Regions from separate parts of the Mus musculus genome. Here all the other regions are linked to region 1. A link is a contact called in public HiChIP or PLAC-seq and promoter capture Hi-C data. All regions are on one chromosome and are shown on one strand. Each heading gives the region's core, a stretch centred on a gene start, on an enhancer-like site or on the middle of the called end of the contact. The rest is flanking DNA. Distances are from core to core; before and after follow the strand shown. Region 1 holds the start of Rgs12 (regulator of G-protein signaling 12). Region 2 holds the start of Fam193a (family with sequence homology 193, member A). Region 3 holds the start of Cpz (carboxypeptidase Z).

Region 1 (2,743 bases), core at 227-2,726:
ACAGGAGAGGAAGAAGCAGGGCCAAGAAAGTAAGCAGAGAGATTTTGAGCTTGAAGGAGGTCATTGAGGCCAGGCTGAGAGAAGAGGTGTGAGGGGGTACCACATGCATAGAAATAGGGCTCTGTTACTCCATTGGCCTCAGTGTCACAGGGCTTCCTACTCAAGACACATTGACAGTCAATACATCTACCTATGCAGTGAAACGAAGCTGCACACTGACAAGAACACAGGGTTTACTGTCCTGGAAACACTGGAGGGACTACCAGTCGTGACTTACATTTCCTGAATTTAGGGAGGAAGTGAGTGTTAAAGGTTACAGCTATGGGGTTTTTATGATGATTTAATCTCAAGACCAAGAAGCTTGAACCAGGCTGGGGCTGGTGTTTGAGAAAAAGAGGGCCTAGGCAGTGAATTCCTGGTCTAAACTTTTTAAGTAAAATGCCCAGTTTCCTGTTTTCTGAAAGTACTTTAGCTAGTTTCTAACTGGGAATGAAACTTCTGAAGACGCTGTGGCTGCTCGGAAGTCAATGTGGGAAGGGAAGGGGAATTCTGCCCTTGACGTCTTTCACCAAAGAAAGGTCTCCTTGAGGTAGACAAGGTCCAATGTTCTGAAAAGGTTGGGCGTAGGAACTATAAAACCAGTTTGTGCAACTATTGTATCATAGCCTGAGTGGTGCTTGGGACAGGATTGATGTATTTCTCTCCATCTCAAATGCACGCCCTCAGGTAGATGACCCCTCTCCTGGCAGGTGGGAAACTTTCCTCACAAATGCATCGTGTCTCAGAGCTGCCCCTTGAAGGAGGACGAAGTGGTCTCTCTCTGCACGTGAAGAAGATCACACATCCCAGCTCTCTGCAACCATTCAAAAAAGAAACCCATCTGGCTTTTGCGATTTAGTAGGGTAGCTCAACCCCTCAGCTGGACCAAGGCGGAAGTCCCGCCCCGGCCTCCATGCTCCGCCCCGCCTCCGTCTAGCCTTAAGCCCTGGATGTTGAGCTTTCCGTTAGGTCTTCAGTCCCAGGCAAGTCCCTACTTCTTGAGCGCTTCTGTGCTAGGAGTCCGATCCCGCCTGACCCCGAGCCACTGTCCAGTAGGGCGGACTTTGCTCTCCAGGAGCCCGGCCCCCAGAAGCCGGATCCCGTTGGTCCCTGACTCCAGCTGTCCAACGACCTGATCTATCCCCTCATCCAGCTCCGTCCCCCAAAACCTGACTCCACCAAAATCCTAAACTTGGTGAATCTCGAATGAGCCCCACCAAGAGCCCAAATCACACCCTCCAAAAGCGGCTGAACTCCCCACCCTTCCAGGAGCCACACCCCCAGAAGCAGGACCCGCGGGGTCAGAGTCCCGAAGCGCACAACGGCCTGACCCGCCCCTCACGGGTCCCGCCCCCAGAGCCCCGCCCCCTAGGCCCTGGGCCCCACCCCCAGGAGTCGGAGCTCCTCTCTCAGGGGCCGGACCCTGCCCCTCCCGGAGCCCCGCCCCCGGCCCGGCGACGGCGGTGACCGTTGATGCTTTCGGCGGGCGCCCGGCGGGAGCAAGCGGCGGCCCGGTAGGTGAGCGGAGCCGGCGCGCCTCCTCGCGCGTCTTTCTTCTCTGGCGCGCGCCCCCGCCCGGCCCGGCCTTGTCCTCCTGCGGCCGTGGGGCCGAGCTCGGGCACCGCCCGCGCCTTCTTTGTTCGCGCGGGACTCCGGGAACTTGCCCGCGCGGGCTGCGGCCGGGGTCCCGCGCAGGCCGGATGTGCGGGTTCCGCAGGGCTGCAGCCCACCGGACTCGGGCGGGATCTGACCCGGCTCAGAAGCCGGCCCGGCTGGCCATGAGGGGACTTTAATGTCCAACTCAGCCCGCGGTCTCATTGTTTGGGCAGAGACCGTATCCAAGGACCCGAACTGAGGAAATGTAGGGCAAGAACGCAGGGCAGCCCACAGCGAGCGAGCATCGAGAATAGCTGGAGGGGTTAGAGCTGGGAAGTGTAGACAAGGGGGTTCAGAGTGTAGATAGAGGGGCCCCAAACCTGTGGACTGTGTGTGTGTGTGTGCGCAGAATTGTAGAGTGTAATAAGGGCTCAGCTGTGAAGTGTAGATGAAGGGGTGGTGTGTAGCTAGGGCCCAACCCCTGGAGTGTAAACAGAGGGGCTTTGACCAATAGAATACAAATGGAGGGGCCCAGGTTCCTGAAAAGGCCTCAGATGGAGTGTAGATGGAGGTCGCCCTGGTGAGGAAGCCTTGAGCCTACATCAAGCAACTGGTGTGTGGGAGAGGGGAGAGAAGCAAAATCAATTGTGAATCAAGGGCCTGCTTACATTCTAAAAGTTTCTGAAGAAAGCACAGTTGTCAGCAGGACAATTTCTCCAGAAAAACTGGGATAAAAATGTTACATCTTTTTATTTGGGGGGGGGGGGCTGGATGACAAGTACCAAGTACTCAGGCTGGCAGGATCTGGACTTCAGGCACACTGCTGGGATAGAGAAAGTCACGGGGTAGAGGGAATGGCTTAGGTAAGACTCTGGAGTAGGATGGATCTTTAAAGGATGCAAGGCCATTTCTGTGAAGTTTCTTGGAACCTACCTCAGTGGGACAAAGGAGGAGGGTTGCTTCTGACAGGAAAGATGAAAGGCTGGAGAGCTGGCAAAGGAGATCAGCAAATACCGGAGCTGAGGAAAGGCCCTCAGACTTGGGGTGGCCTGTGTGTTGCCAGTCTTGGCGCAGGAGTCAGAAGGCAGGGTTTATACTGAGTAGACCA
Region 2 (2,700 bases), core at 156-2,655, 580 kb before region 1:
CACCTCTCAGGAGAGTGTATGTGTGAATGGAGATTTGACAGAGAATGACTGCACTGCTGGACAAATGGTCATTCATTCACCTAGCAATTACTGGAGTGCTGCATGCCCAGCCCTGTGCCTGCAAGGGGTTGGGATTATGGTGGAGGCAAGCACTTCTATATCCTGTGCCCTCTAGGATACTAATGACACTTAAAAATTTCAACTCCATGCCAATGTGCCAAGAACAGAAGAAAGCAAAGTGGTTATGGAAGTAGGGAGGCATTCAACTGGACTCCTTAGATGAAATGGAGGGAAGGGGCGGTCCTGACACTGCCCACCTATGGAGTACTGAGGGAGATTTAGCCTGGCATCCTACTACACTTTAATATCAGAGCTATCCAAGACCTGTTTGGGTGAGGGACCTTCATTCTATTGGGAAGTTAGTCATTGAAACGGGGTTCATCACATTGGGCTGCTCAGGTTTGGGGTGAAAAATGGGTCAGAATTGCTGAATTGGGCCAGAATGACTAACTAGGAGGTAATAGGAGATGGTTCAGGAGCGCATGTCTGTATGTCGCAATGCTAATCTCAACAGATAGCACTTGGTTCCACTGATGGAATCAAAAATAGGTATGAACTGCGGGAAACCTTTGGTTTGGGTCCTTGTACCTATAGGCGATAAGCAGGGCGCCAAGGAACAAGGTTTCTAGGTAGTGGTCCAGACTTCTGTCCTGAACTAAAGTCCTCCTGGTATGTGGTGAATGGAAAGTGATGAATAGCATGGGCGATGGCCTGAGGAAGCGCTCCTTTAAGTATGGAGACTTTAAAGAGAAGCGAGGAAGGAGTGAGGCAGGCTCCTGCTTACTGCAGGCCTTGTCAGCGCAGATGCAGTGAATTACCAGTCGGCGGATGCCGGCCCTCTTTCCACTGGCCCTGGCATAGGCCAAGGTCACACAGCGACAGGTGAAAGGGGCACGCTCGAACCTGGACTGGGCCAAAGTCAGCAGGGCCCACTACGAGCAGGGCAAGAGCTTGGGTCTTTGGCAGGAGGCTGTACTAAAGGAACTGAGAGACCGCCAGAGTTGGAACTGCGAGACCCTCTTGGACCCCGCCCGCCTCCAGCTCCGTCCGTGCGCGGACTACAGATTCCACAGGGCCACGCGGCGCCGGACGTCACCCTAGGCACACCCTCTCCCCGCACGACTAACTGCGCGTGGCCCTACGGGAGTCGTGGTCCCGCCCCACACGCCCGGGCGGAGCCGCGGGCGGCTGGAACTACAGCTCCCGGCATGCCTCGCGCGTGGCGTCGGGGGCGGGGTCCCAGGCCAGGGGCGCGCCGCCCGGGAGGGCGGAGTGCGGGGGGCGGCCGCCCGCGCCCCTCCCCCTGCCGCTGCTTCCCCCCTCCCCCGACGTAAACTGGGATCCCTTTCCCCTTGTGTCCGCCATATTGGACTCTTAACTCTGGTCAGCGGCGGCACCGGGCCCGGTGGACTCGCGTCGCTCTCGCCAGCAGCTGCCCCTCAGATCCCGTCCGCCCCGCCCTCCCAGCCCGGGAGGAGACCCCGCGCCGCGCCCCCCGCCCGGCCGGCCGCAGCGCCCGCCGCCGCCTCCGCCTGCCCGCCGCTGCCGCCGCCGCCCGCGGCCCGGCGCCCGCCCGCGCCCCTTCCCCGCCCGCCGTCCTCCGTCCCTCACTCCCGCCATGAGCCCGGCCGACGCTAAGCGCGGAGCCAAGCGCCGGAAGAACAAGCGCGGCGGCGGCGGTGGCTCGGGTGGCGGCGGCTCGGGCGGCAAGGCCGGCTCGGCGGCGGCCCTGCGCGGCCCCCAGGCCCCGGGCCCCGGCGCGGCGGGCCTGCTGGGCGGCGCGGCGGCCCACGGGCCTCTGGGCGCGGGTGCGGGCGGTGCCGCCGGAGGCTACTTCGAGGTAAGCAGCAGGGGTCCGCGGGCGGGAGCGGCCGCCGCCCCCTCACGAGCGGCCGGGCGGGCGCGGCCGGCGGATAACGGGCCGGCGCCTGCCTAGCTGACAGCTCCTCCCGGGCGCGAGCGCGGCGGAGGGAGGGCGGCGCCGGCGGGACCCCCGAGGCACACCGACTGTGGCCTTGAAAAGTGCCCCCTAGAAGTTTCTGGGTACCGCCTGGCGCACCACGGGCGCGGCTGTCTTGCCCTCTGTGCCTGCTGCTGTAAGCTCTCGGGAGCCGCCGGGGTCTCTTTCCTCAGGAGTGTCAGCTGAGGATAGTCGCAAGGGTTGGGGTAACTATTTTTTCAGGTTTACTTACGCAGGCATGCTGTGGATGGACCGCTGTCTCTTTTATTCTGTTTCAGAAGATAGTGCTGGTACGTGGGATGCAGTTGGCATAATCGGTTCTATAGATTGGATTGGCCACCGAATGATTATGGGTTTCTCTCAAGTTGCGTTCTTGTAAGGTTGCTAAAACAAGTTATCTTCTTTTAAAAAGACATCCACAGTGAAGAAACCAAAGCTTTAAGGGGTATTTGTGTGCCAAGTCATGAGGCAGATTTTTTTTTTTTTTAATGAGATTCGGAATATTGTGTTGGCACAGTATGTATTGAGAGCAGTTGAGAAAATTGTTGGGGATGGGCATGGGTTTTGATGCTCATGTTGTTGCAAGAAAGTACAGTAATGGATAAATACTTAAGTTTTCCTTATTTGTTCCCGGTGTTCTCTGCAGTTTTGGTGCAACTTTGGGAGCTTTCTTCGCGGAG
Region 3 (2,700 bases), core at 146-2,645, 580 kb after region 1:
ATCTGAAAGCCTTCTAAACTTCCATGCATGTGCCTATAGAGGAAGACTGGACCCAAAGTTGTCCCTCCCTCCAGAAATATTCCCTGATGTGTCGTGGTTCTCAGCCCAGGCAGGGACAGAGCTCACCTGCGTGTCCTGTCTCAGTGAGGAAATGGGTGTCTGTAAGGCAGCCTTGGGCTGGGGCTAGTACTCCTGGTGCGGAGCAGGCCAGGAAAGGCTTCCTGTAGCAGGTTTTGAATCTATGCATTTTCTGGGATACCAAAGGTTCAGAGAAAGGCCCTCCACTGAAAGTTCTAGCAGCGCTCCACAGCCATGCTCTGCACACAGGCCCAAACATGCTTGCACATGTACACACTTGCCCACTGACCTGTATTTTACTTGTCTATCCTACAGGAGGATGGATAGAGGGCTGGGGGAGGCCAAGGGTAGGGAGGAAGCCCCAGGCTGAGGGCAAAGAAAAGAGGCATTGTGTAGCTGGAGCAGACAGCCTCTCAGGTGACCACAAATCTTAGCTCTTAAAATTCTACAGCTGATACCATGGGCTCCAAAGACCCTAGGGGCTCCGACTAGACTCAGGTGGCTGTTGTTGATAAAGACATAAAGGATGTGAACTAAATGTATCCCCAACCAAATAAGAGGGAAACTGGAGCCCAACTTCTGGAGGGGCAGAGGCACCAGAACGGAGTCCAGAACTCCAAACCCATCCTCAGGACCCTCCGTTGTGATCCCTGGGTGTCCCTCCTTCTCCCTGTCCTATCCCTGCCGAAACATTCCACCCTTCTCAGGGCTACTTCCGGAAATAAAAAGTTATCCTCATTGCAGCCAGGAGTTTTGAAGTCAGGAGTCTGCTGTGGCCAGCACCTACCCATTCCTGGAAGGACAGGGGACTCAGACCGCCTTGTCCTGAAGTCCTGGCACCTGCTCACTCTGACCTACTTTCGGATCCCACCAGGCCAGGTGCCTGCTCTGCCGTGGCGGTGCTGGATGCCTGCAGCCGAACCGTCTCCCCCGGGGTCTCTGGCTCAGATGCTGAGACAGCTCAGTGCCCCAGCAAAGTTTTCTGTACTGGCTAAGGTCTCAATGTGGCACCTTCAGGATATTCTACCCAGGTGACAGAATGCGACCTACAAGGAGAGAAAAGTTCCCAGGTGGCTGGAGAAAGGGGTATCTAAATCTACCCACAGGGGCGGCTGGGACCCTACCGGAGGGGTCGGGTCCAGGCGAGCAGCTGGGGCTGGGGCGCGCGGCAAGGGCCAGCACGGCCAGCGCAGCCAGCGCGGCCAGCAGCAGCGGCATTGTCGGCATGGTGGGCACAGATGCACGGATGCGCGGGAGGGCGCAGTGATGTGGCACTCGGGGAGCGCGAGAGGCGCTGCTGGGCCCTTCGGCTGAGGAGGGGGGGAGGGGTGAGGAGCGGGCTCAGGAGTCGGGTTACAACCGGCAGCGCCAGACACTGGAGAAGGGATTCTAACGGGGAGGAGGAGGAAAGGCAGATAAAAGCCAACCTGCCCCCTAACCCTCCAGGAACTCCGCCTCCTAAAGAAAGGGACTTGCCCTCTTATGGGAGGCTCTGGGGAGCTAGTCGTCAAATGCTTGCTGATTTGGCCTAAAGACTTTGATTTGTGGGCGGGTGGAGACAGCATCAGAAGTAGAGATGGGTCCTGGCCCAGAGCTGACCCCAGCTGGAAGTGAGCCAGGCCTTGGTCAGAGCCAGCTAAATGAGGTTGACTGGGTCTCTCATGCCTGTCCCCTGTGTGGATTCTCTCCCAGGGAAGCTGCGTGTGGAGCCAAGGTGCTGGTACCATCGCACCCCTGCCTTGATGCTGTCAGTGCTCTGATCCTCTGTGTGGGGCTGTGTTCCAGAAAAGTCCCCCGAACTTTGATTCCACCACTTGCAGGACCCAGCAGGGACCTAGCTCAGAGGACCTTCCTGAAGGATTGTGCATCTACCCCAGAAGGTGGCCTGAAGGCAATGTCATGAGGTGGGGAGGCAACAGCCCACTGGTGACCAAACTCTAGAGACTCCTATACAGCTGGTCCCCAGCCCTCGCCTTCCCCCACTTAGAACTCACTGGGTAGATCGCTAAGGCTGCCAGCACCCAAGGAAAGATGGCCAGGAGCTCTGTGTGCTCTCCTTCTAGGCCTTACCATTTGGTGCAGGACAGACCCTGACACAGATGTCTAGCTCTGTGCAAATCTGCCTGCCAGCCCCTTCTCACTGCCCCACTGCTATGGTCCAGTCAGTGTGCACATGTCACAAGCTTGGGGACAATACCTGTGGGACACCAAGGTAGCACTTAGTAGAAGTATTTGGCCCAGATGACATTTGGGGCCATATGCCTTCATGGGCATCCTTTATCAACTGTCCTGGATAGCTGGAGGCTGTGGACAAGCCACTTAGCCTTGGGTGAAAGGTTATAGTCTGTCACTGAATGAGATCCTCCTACTCACAGGGTGCACAGTCCACTTCCATAGCTCTTCAAGTCAGAGCCCTTCAAGGTAGCAGGGCCATACCCACCTCAGCTCAGCTTTTCCCTTGCAAGGGCACTTATTGTCACACCCTCCAGTCCAGTCCGCTTGACAGGCTGAGAAGCCTAAAGCCACTCATGAGGCAAAGAGTTTCATAGAAACTCACCTCCTGGAGTTTTGGTGTTATCATTTACCCACATACTCATACTCTATTCCCGCGTTAGTCTGGTG

What was found. Promoter capture Hi-C pulls out the DNA fragments that hold promoters and counts their contacts. HiChIP or PLAC-seq counts read pairs in DNA pulled down with a chosen protein or histone mark.
Region 2: a FOXA1 HiChIP or PLAC-seq map of pancreatic cancer cells shows a contact between it and region 1. The contact joins the promoter of Fam193a here to the promoter of Rgs12 in region 1. A contact is called at or near these places in 2 of 115 datasets of contacts at active chromatin or transcription factors (large pre-B cells and pancreatic cancer cells).
Region 3: a contact with region 1 is called in a promoter capture Hi-C map of embryonic stem cells, with 2.4 times the contacts expected there. The contact joins the promoter of Cpz here to the promoter of Rgs12 in region 1. A contact is called at or near these places in 2 of 39 promoter capture datasets (embryonic stem cells and hippocampal neurons) and 1 of 115 datasets of contacts at active chromatin or transcription factors (large pre-B cells).

What each region holds. Positions count from the first base shown.
Region 1 is chr5:34,947,972-34,950,714 of GRCm38.p6, forward strand. It overlaps Rgs12 (regulator of G-protein signaling 12), which reads left to right and starts at 1,477. Exons shown (of 17, transcript NM_173402.2): 1 at 1,477-1,553.
Region 2 is chr5:34,368,528-34,371,227 of GRCm38.p6, forward strand. It overlaps Fam193a (family with sequence homology 193, member A), which reads left to right and starts at 1,406. Exons shown (of 21, transcript NM_001243123.1): 1 at 1,406-1,900. The coding sequence starts at 1,679.
Region 3 is chr5:35,524,231-35,526,930 of GRCm38.p6, forward strand. Cpz (carboxypeptidase Z) reads right to left here and starts at 1,396. Exons shown (of 11, transcript NM_153107.2): 1 at 1,203-1,396. The coding sequence starts at 1,305.